2 separate regions of the Sus scrofa genome follow, and region 1 is linked to region 2. A link is a contact called in public Hi-C data. All regions are on one chromosome and are shown on one strand. The core of a region is the stretch at or near the end of the contact, and the rest is flanking DNA. Distances in the headings are between cores, read along the strand shown. Region 1 overlaps WDR19 (WD repeat-containing protein 19). Region 2 overlaps FAM114A1 (protein NOXP20).

Region 1 (4,469 bases), core at 1,385-3,884, 270 kb after region 2:
ACAAACATGATTTCATCTAATCCCGATAATGATCCTTTTTTTCCTCCTTCCTCTATTTTGCCCTCCCCCCTGGTAACCATCAGTTCATTCCCAGGGAGCCTGCTTCTTTTTTGTTTTATTCACCAGTTTGTTGCATTTTTTTTTAGAGTCCACATAATATCATATAGTATTTGTCTTTTTCTGACTTATTTCACTTACCATAATACCCTCCCAAGTCCACTCCTGTTGCTTCAAATGGCAAAAAAAAAAAAAAAAAAAAAAAAAAAATTCTCATGGGGCTTCTCATTTGCTTTGATGATTTTTTAAAGGTCAAATCCTATTAGAATAGATGGAAGTAATAGTACTTACCTCATTTACTTCGTAGGATTCTTGTGAGGCTCAGATAAGATGATGAATATGAGAATGTATGTAAATTCTGAAGGAAGTCCTTTTGTGTCATAGATGCTTTATTCCAAGAAAAGTCCTTCAGAACAAAGAGGTTTCTCATCACCCAAATAGCACAGTTATTGTGAAACTCGAATACACCCAATTATTTCAAAACTGTCTTAATTTCATCCTAAGAAATTTCGATTTTACTTTACTTGAGCCTTCCTTTTCCTGCTTTTTCCTCTTACCTCTGAGGGCCGCTGTGAATTCCTTTGTGGTTCTAATTCTTCTGACCATCCTCTCTTAAATGTTGCTCTTCTTCACGGTACCTTGAACCCCTTTCTTCTCACTCTAGTCATTCTTCCTGAGTGAATCTCCCCAAAGATGGCCTCAATGCCATCTATACAAGGCTGAGCCCAAAATGTGTGTCCTTGACTTAAACCTGTATTTCCCACTGCCTCCCAGTCACATGCAGTTGCAAGTCCATGAGTTGCTCAAACTTGCCCTGATTAAAACAACTTATCAGAGTTCCCGTTGTGGCTCAGCAGTAGTGAACCCAACTAGTATCCAAGAGGATGCTGGTTCAATTCCTGGCCCCACTCAGTGGGTCAAGGAGCCAGCGTTGCCCTGAGCTGTGGTGTAGGTCCCAGACGTGGCTCAGATCCAGAGTTGCTGTGGCCGTCTGTGGTGTAGGCCGGCAGCTACAGCTCCGATTCGACCCCTAGCCTGGGAACCTTCATTTGCCGCAGGAGTGGCCCTAGAAAAGGCAAAAAGACACACACACACACACACACAAAAAAAAAAATCTGCCCCAGCCTCCTCTTCTCCCCTCCCTTAATCACATGGTGCACATGCCCAAACATGCACACCTATACCTACACCCACACACACCTACCCCGACACATACATACACTACACCTACACACACACCGGCATCCACACACATACATACACGCACCTGCACATACACATACTCTGCACCTACACACACACCTGCGCACACACACCCCAGATCCTTTTCCGCTCTGATACTCCTTGACTCCGGCCCTCGCGTGGAGCCACGTATGACAGAACCCCTTCCTGACTGCTCTCCACTGGGAGACCCATGACAAGCTAACCCATTCTCCACACACTTTCAAAAATGTGAGTCTGATCCACTTATTTCCCTGCCAAAGATCTTTCAGTGACTTCCCATTGCCTTTAGGAAGAAACCCCCACTTCTTTGGGGACCTGCATGGCACACCGCTCACTTGATTTAATAGCAGCCTCGGCCGTCCCCTCCACTCCTCTCTGTTCACCAGCTGCTGGAACTCAGTATGTTTCATGATCTCCTACCTTGGCACGTGCCGTGTTCTGGTCCTGGACCGCCCCTCCCTGTCTCTGTTCGTGGGGGTAATGCCTCACCCTCTGCCAGCAGCAGAGCCCTCTGCTGCTGCAGGAAGGCTTCCCCGAGCCCGGCCACTGGCACTGTGGGTTGGGGCCTTTTTGAAGTGTTGCCTCGGAGCCCGGATCCAGCATGCAGGGTGGTTTAGAGCCTCTTACCTCTTACCACTCGTGACTCAGGCTGGTCTTTTGAGGCCTCACTTTGATCACCTATAAAGGAGAAATAATAATAACTAGTAGATAGGGTTGTTAGGGTGATCCAATGAGAGAATGTGTGCAAAGCGCTTAGCACAAAGGTTCACATGTTGTAGGCCCTCTGTCACCTCTGCCATACCCTGTCATAGTCATTTGTTCACTTACCTGTCTCTTCCACCTTCCCCAAGTACAACCACCTAAAGGACAGTGACTGCTTTTGACTTTACATCTTGGGTCCAGGCCCAGTTCCTGGCACCAGATGATGCTCAGTGAGTGTGTTGGATGGAAATTTGCATCAGTGAACAGACAGGGAAGGGTAGTATAGTCATTAATGTAGGGGTTCCATTTATGGTTATGTTTTATTTTATTTCATTTTATTATTTGCTTTTTAGGGCCATACCCGCGGCATATGGAGGTTCCCAGGGTAGAGGTTGAATCAGAGCTATAGCTGCCAGCCACAGCAGTGCAGGATCCGAGCTGTGTCTGTGACCCACACCACAGCCCATGGCAACGCTGGATCCTTAACCCACTGAGCGAGGCCAGGGATTGAACCCGCAACCTCAGGGTTCCTAGTCAGATTCTTTTCCACTGTGCCACAAGGGGAACTCCTGTGGTTACATTTTACACCAGAGGTCAGCAAGCTTTTCATGTTATGGTCCAAAGGGTGTTTCAGGCTTTAAGGTCAATCACAGCTACTCAGGTCAGCTGTTGTAGTGCAAGACCAGCCGTGAAGAGGGGATGGGTGAGTGGCTGTGTTCCACTCAGGCTTTACTTCCAGAAACAAGCAGCTGACTAGATTTGGCCCACAGGCTATAATTGGTTGATCTTCGTTTCAAATTTCCAAATCTGTGGAATAGAGTACTAATTTTATGAGACTTATATGAGAACAGGAGTAATTTTTTTCTCTGTGTGACGTAAACCAACAAATAAATGAGTAAATAGAATTGGTTGCTGATGAGGTAAGGCGGTTACACAGAGTGGATTTCAGTAGTTACGAGAAATTCAAGAAAAAAACATCTGCACAAAAAAGAAAGCTTAGGTAGTTTTTCATAACCTGGAAGTGACAATTAAAAATTAAGGAATGTTTTTGCAAAATTTATCTAGAGCACAACATTACAATTGTACATAATCTGAAAATTGCCTAAGAGGGGGCAAAATAGAGCTCCCTGACTAAGCTTATATACTCATATGCTAGGTTTCCTGATGCTTGGGAAGTCTGCAAGATTCTGAATGATCATGCCGCCTGGAATGAGTTGGCCCGAGCTTGTCTATACCACATGGAAGTAGAGTTTGCCATCCGCGTGTATCGGACAATCGGAAACGTTGGCATGGTCATGTCCTTGGAACAGATAAAGGTAAACAGCATCGTATGGGAATTATCAGATGAGCATTCAAATGGTATTTAGCCAGATATTTAAAATCTCTGCAGTTCATCTGACGTACCTCCTAGATGGGTTCCCTAATGGACCACTGCCCCTGCCTCCTAAGCCCAGTGCTTAAATAAAAACCAAACCGTGGTATGTCTTCTCATTAAGACTGCTCTTGTTTGCAGGGAATAGAGGACTGTCATCTCTTGGCAGGACATCTTGCCATGTTTACTAGTGATTTCAACCTGGCTCAGGACCTGTACTTGGCATCCAGCTGCCCCGTGGCCGCCCTGGAGGTATGGCAGCAAATGCGGGGAGGGACGTGCGAAGAGGTCTCCCCTTTTCTGGAGTTCAGATCTCTCTGCGCCAAACACCATGTGCCTCCCTCCTTTTCGAATTCAGACTGTCACTTTCTCTGTTTTCCAAAGGGGAAAACTGAGGTGCATTTGTGTTTTATTTATTGTGTAAAATTCTCTTGTGCATGAAGAGAGGCCTGTGTATCACTACCAGTTTCCTCGGGGTGAGGGATGCAGGAGAAGGACCCGACCGAGGGGAGGACCTCGCACAGGCAGGGAAGAGGAGCACCGAGGCGGGGCGCAGGGGTGGGGTGCGGTAGCAGATCAGAACGTGGACTTCAGCATTGGGCATGTCTGGGTTCAAATCCCAAATCCCAACTCGGTGTAGCCTCGGATGAGTGAGTCCATCTTTCTGTGCTCTGGATCCCATTTAAAGGAGGGGTAACAAGGAGTTCCTGTTGTGGCTCAGTGGAAATGGATCTGACTGGCATCCATAAGGGATGCAGGTTCGATCCCTGACCTCCCTCAGTGGGTTAAGGATCCGGCACTGCCGTGAGCTATGGTGTGGGTCGCAGACAGGGCTCGGATCTGGCATTACTGTGGCTCTGGCGTCCAGCTCCGTTGGACCCCTAGCCTGGGAACCTCCACATGCAGCGGGTGTGGCCTTAAAAGATTAAAAAGTAAATAAATAAATAAAGGAGGGGTAACAGTATCTAACCCACAAGGTTGTTGTGAGGATTTCAGAATGAGATGCGCTCTCTTAGATCAGCTCCTGATGGCCTGTGAAGACCCAGCGATGGTGGCCGTGGTCACTCACCTTGTTCCACCTCGGGCAGCATTTCCACAGCTGCCTAGAGGAAAG
Region 2 (4,503 bases), core at 687-3,186:
TCCTTTTATTGTCTTATTATTGAATCAGCAGAAAAATAACTGGAGAAAAATGATCAACCTGGAGAGGATTCAGTTCCCAGTCATAGCTCTCAAAATGTGTCTAAGACCTGAGAAGTCAGCATTCTTATTTACATTAAATATTAAATAGTTGGAGTTTATATTTTATTAATTGTTTTCATCAAAGATGTTTAATAACCAGACACATACAAGTTTTTAAATAACTCAGATAAAATCAGACCAGCTTATTTTTGCTTTGAAGTCTGCCTAGGTGCACACGTTATAATTAACCCCGTCACAATAGATTCACATTTCCCAGGGTACACAACTTGCTCGTGTTAGAAAATTTGGATATTTTAAAAAATAAGATTAATCACGCATGTGGAAAACACTTCTGTGGAAACCACTGTTCAGCTTTTGCTCTGCTTCTTTCCAGTTCTGTTCTTGGGCATAGCATTTTTGCTTTGTTTGTTATGTACATATGAGCAGGAAAAATTCACAGTAGAATATTATGTAAAATTTTTTGAGTAAAATCAATCACAAATCCTTTTTTAGAAACTCCAAAGTGACTCGAATGTACTCTTCATAAGTACCAAGTCAGGGCTCATCTCCTCCTACATCTTGCACAGAAAATGGGGCTTTGAAGCGTCCATCTCATGTGCAAACATTGCATATTTGTGCAGATGCTGCGGGAAGCCAAGGAGAAGGAGAAGCAGAGGCTGGCCCAGCAGCTCACAGCCGAGAGGACCGCGCACTATGGGATGCTGTTTGATGAGTATCAAGGTTTGTCACACCTGGAAGCCCTGGAAATCCTGTCCAATGAAAGTGAAGGCAAGGTATGACTGTCCCAGCCATTGGAAGTAGCATGTTCACGAATGTGTTTTCTTAAACATGAAAGAAAATCTGTGATTAAAATATCTCATTTTTTTTTAATTTTCAAAAAATCTTTTTGTCTTTTTAGGGCCACACCCACAGCATATGGAGGTTCCCAGGCTAGGGGCCAAATTGGATCTGTAGCCACCAGCCTACACAAGAGCCACAGCAATGTGGGCTCTGAGCCGAGTCACACCACAGCTGACGGCAATGCCTGATCCTTAACCCACTGAACGAGGTCAGGAATCGAACCCGCGACCTCATGGATGCTAGTCAGATTCGTTTCCACTGAGCCATAACAGGAGCTCCTAAAATATTTCATTTTTAGGTGCTGAGGTCACCAGTACTCTACAGCCTGATGACCCCTTCGGGCTCCATAGTATTTCATCTCTGTCCTGTGCCAAGCTGTTCCCTCTCATCAGCCCCAAGAGGGCCAGCACCATAGGAATCATCACTAATCCCGCTCACAGTGCAAAGGCTGCTCAAACACCTGGCCGTCAGTGCCTGGCCTGTGCCTCCCTTTGGTGACATGGTACCCAGATCAGAGGGGACCTACCAGGACACTTCTTCATTCCTACCCAGTGGAAAAAAAGCAGCTCAGACCACAAGCTTTTACTATATTTAGTTTTCTGGGCGATGGGGTTATTTATTCACCCATTTGCTGGAATGCCTGGGCCACAGAGGGCAGGGTTATCTTACCGGGGGTTAAAGTTCTGTTTTGCAATGCTCCTGAACACGACTCTGGGAAACTACCTCCCGGCCCTACACCTTCTCGCTCTCCTGCTATGATCCCAAGAACACAAAACATGAAAAGCCGAAATCAGCAGGGTTGGTGACTTCTTTGTTTTTTCAAGTTTCTGTGTGTGTGTCTCAATTGTATATGTGTCTTTATTGAGCAAACACTTATATGGCTCTTTATATAATCACTAATCAAAGCACTTCAAAGCTACTAACCCATTAATTGTATATACAGTTCCTTTGTGTGAAGGTCAGGCTGACTGTACCCTGGGGTGTTTTTCCAGGAGAGGCCAAAGGACAGTCCCTCTGGACTTCCTGGGGGGAGCCGTGGGCCATCCCAGTGACAGTCACTGGGGAAGGCAGGTCCTCAGGCAGGAAGCTGAACTTGGAAGTGAGCCTTAGAAGGGAACAGTGATTTTTTGACTCTCCCTAGGCTTTGCCCTCTTCTGGTTGGACTTTGAGGGGTTTGAGACATTCTTAAGCCCACCTAGTCAGCGAAAGGTGACCTCTGCCATATTGCAGACAACCAAGACCCAACATGATGGACACAGGCACACCCACAAGCTTATAGAGTTACAAGGAACTAAGTATGTTTCCTTTTTTGTTATCCATAAGCCATCATTGACAGTGTTGTGGTTAGACTGTTAACCAATAATTTTTTTAAAGCAAAATCATGGCTCATACAGATATCGCATGAACACAAATCAAAGAATTTATTTCATTCCTTAATTAAATGGAAAAAAAGGCAGATTTTTGTTGTTTGGTTTTGTTTTTGCCACACTCATAGCATGGACATTTCCAGGCCAAGGATGGAATCTGAACCGCAGCTGCAACCTATGCCACAGCTGCAGCAAGGCTGAATTTTTAACCTACTACACCACAGCGGGAATTCCCAGACAGATGTTATTTTGTTGTTGTTCAATTTTTTTTTAATTTCCCCAATACATTATTTTTCCTTCTACTGTACAGCACGGTGACCCGGTTACACACACATGTACACATTCTATTTCCACACATTCTCATGCTCCATTATAAGTGACTAGACATAGTTCCCAGTGCTACACAACAGGATCTCATTGCTAATCCATTCCAAAGGCAGTAGTCTGCATCTATCAACCCTAAGCTCCCAATCCATCCCACTTCCTCCTTCTCTCCCTTGGCAACCACAAGTCTATTCTCCAAGTCCATGATTTTCTTTTCTGTGGAAAGGTTCATTTGTGCTGTGTATTAGATTCCAGATATAAGTGATATCATATGGTATTTGTCTTTCTGACTTACTTCACTCAGGATGAGAGTTTCTAGTTCCATCCATGTTGCTGCAAATGGCATTATTTTGTTCTTTTTTATGGCTGAGTGGTATTCCATTGTGTATATAAACCACATCTTCCTACTCCAGTCATCTGTCAATGGACATTTGGGTTGTTTCCATGTCTTGGCTATTGTGAATAGTGCTGCAATGAACATGTGGGTGCATGTGTCTTCTTCAAGGAAAGTTTTGTCCGGATATATTCCCAAGAGTAGGATTGCTGGGTCATATGGTAGTTCTGTGTATAGATTTCTAAGGTCCCTCCATACTGTTCTCCATAGTGGTTGTACCAGTTTCCATTCCCACCAACAGTGCAGGAGGGTTCCCTTTTCTCCACAGCCCCTCCAGCACTTGTTATTTGTGGACTTATTAATGATGGCCATTCTGACTGGTGTGAGGTGGTATCTCATGGTAGTTTTGATTTGCATTTCTCTTATAATCAGGGATGTTGAGCATTTTTTCATGTGCTTGTTGGCCATCTGTATATCTTCTTTGGAGAAATGTCTATTCAGGTCTTTTGCCCATTTTTCCATTGGGTTATTGGCTTTTTTTGCTGTTGAGTTGTATAAGTTGACTGTATATTTTAGAGATTAAGCCCTTGTCAGTTGCATCATTTGAAACCATTTTCTCCCATTCTGTAAGTTGTCTTTTTGTTTCTTTTTGATTTCCTTTGCTGTGCAAAAGCTTTCAGTTTGATTAGGTCCCATTGGTTTATTTTTGCTCTTATTTCTATTACTTTGGGAGACTGACCTGAGAAAATATTCATAAGGCTGATGTCAGAGAATATTTTGCCTATGTTCTCTTCCAGGAGTTTGATGATGTCTTGTCTTATATTTAAGTCTTCAAGCCATTTTGAGTTTATTTTGGTGCATGATGTGAGGGTGTGTTCTAGTTTCATTGATTTGCATGTAGCTGTCCAGTTTTCCCAGCAATACTTGCTAAAAAGACTGTCTTTTCCCCATTTTATGTTCTTGCCTCCTTTGTCAAAGAGTAATTGACCATAGCTGTCTGGATTTATTTCTGGGTTCTCTATTCTGTTCCATTGGTCTGTATGTCTGTTTTGGTACCAGTACCACACTTCCAGACAGATGTTATAATCAGTTTAAAGGAAAAACTAAAGAAGCACAAATTATATGGAAAAAAGCAATTTTGAAATGAAGGTGCAAATAGACCCAAACCTGGTTATTCCATGGGAGGGAAGGTTTTCCCTCCACTGGGTAAAATTCATTCACATGTCTGTAGATGAACAAGAATTATTTTGCAATGCTATCTAAATTTGCAGAGTTATAAAATTACTCCCATGAAGTCAAAATCTGATAATCTGGTAAAGTGTGTTCTAGAAAATGCAGTTTTCTACTGAAGCACAATTTTTTCCCTACAAAAGCAGAGTTTGGGGTCAGATATTATGTGATCAATACCACTCAGTAGCTGTATGATTTTGGATCTGTCTTACCTCAATTTTCCTGTTTATAAAATGGGAATAACAATAATCTACTTCATAAAATTATTAAAAGAGTTAAAGGAGATCATTTATATGAAGCCAATTGCAGCATGCCTAATACATAATAAGCAGCCAGGCGAGTTCCCGT

The links. A called contact is a pair of places that touch in the nucleus more often than the background predicts.
Region 1: a Hi-C map of liver shows a contact between it and region 2, with 9 times the contacts expected there. The contact joins two enhancer-like sites. A contact is called at or near these places in 3 of 47 Hi-C or Micro-C datasets (liver and mesenteric adipose tissue).

Annotation. Positions count from the first base shown.
Region 1 is chr8:30,504,232-30,508,700 of Sscrofa11.1, forward strand. WDR19 (WD repeat-containing protein 19) reads left to right here. Exons shown (of 37, transcript XM_021101110.1): 18 at 3,140-3,299; 19 at 3,497-3,607. Among named protein-coding and RNA genes, the nearest start is that of WDR19, 52 kb to the left of the region's middle. Within about 2 kb of position 2,635, at least 2 of the 83 cell types and tissues checked have an H3K27ac peak or open chromatin away from gene starts, as enhancers often do. A contact at or near this core is called in liver, where this site is marked.
Region 2 is chr8:30,239,370-30,243,872 of Sscrofa11.1, forward strand. FAM114A1 (protein NOXP20) reads left to right here. Exons shown (of 15, transcript XM_003128921.6): 7 at 681-833. Among named protein-coding and RNA genes, the nearest start is that of MIR574, 49 kb to the left of the region's middle. Within about 2 kb of position 1,937, at least 5 of the 83 cell types and tissues checked have an H3K27ac peak or open chromatin away from gene starts, as enhancers often do. A contact at or near this core is called in liver, where this site is marked.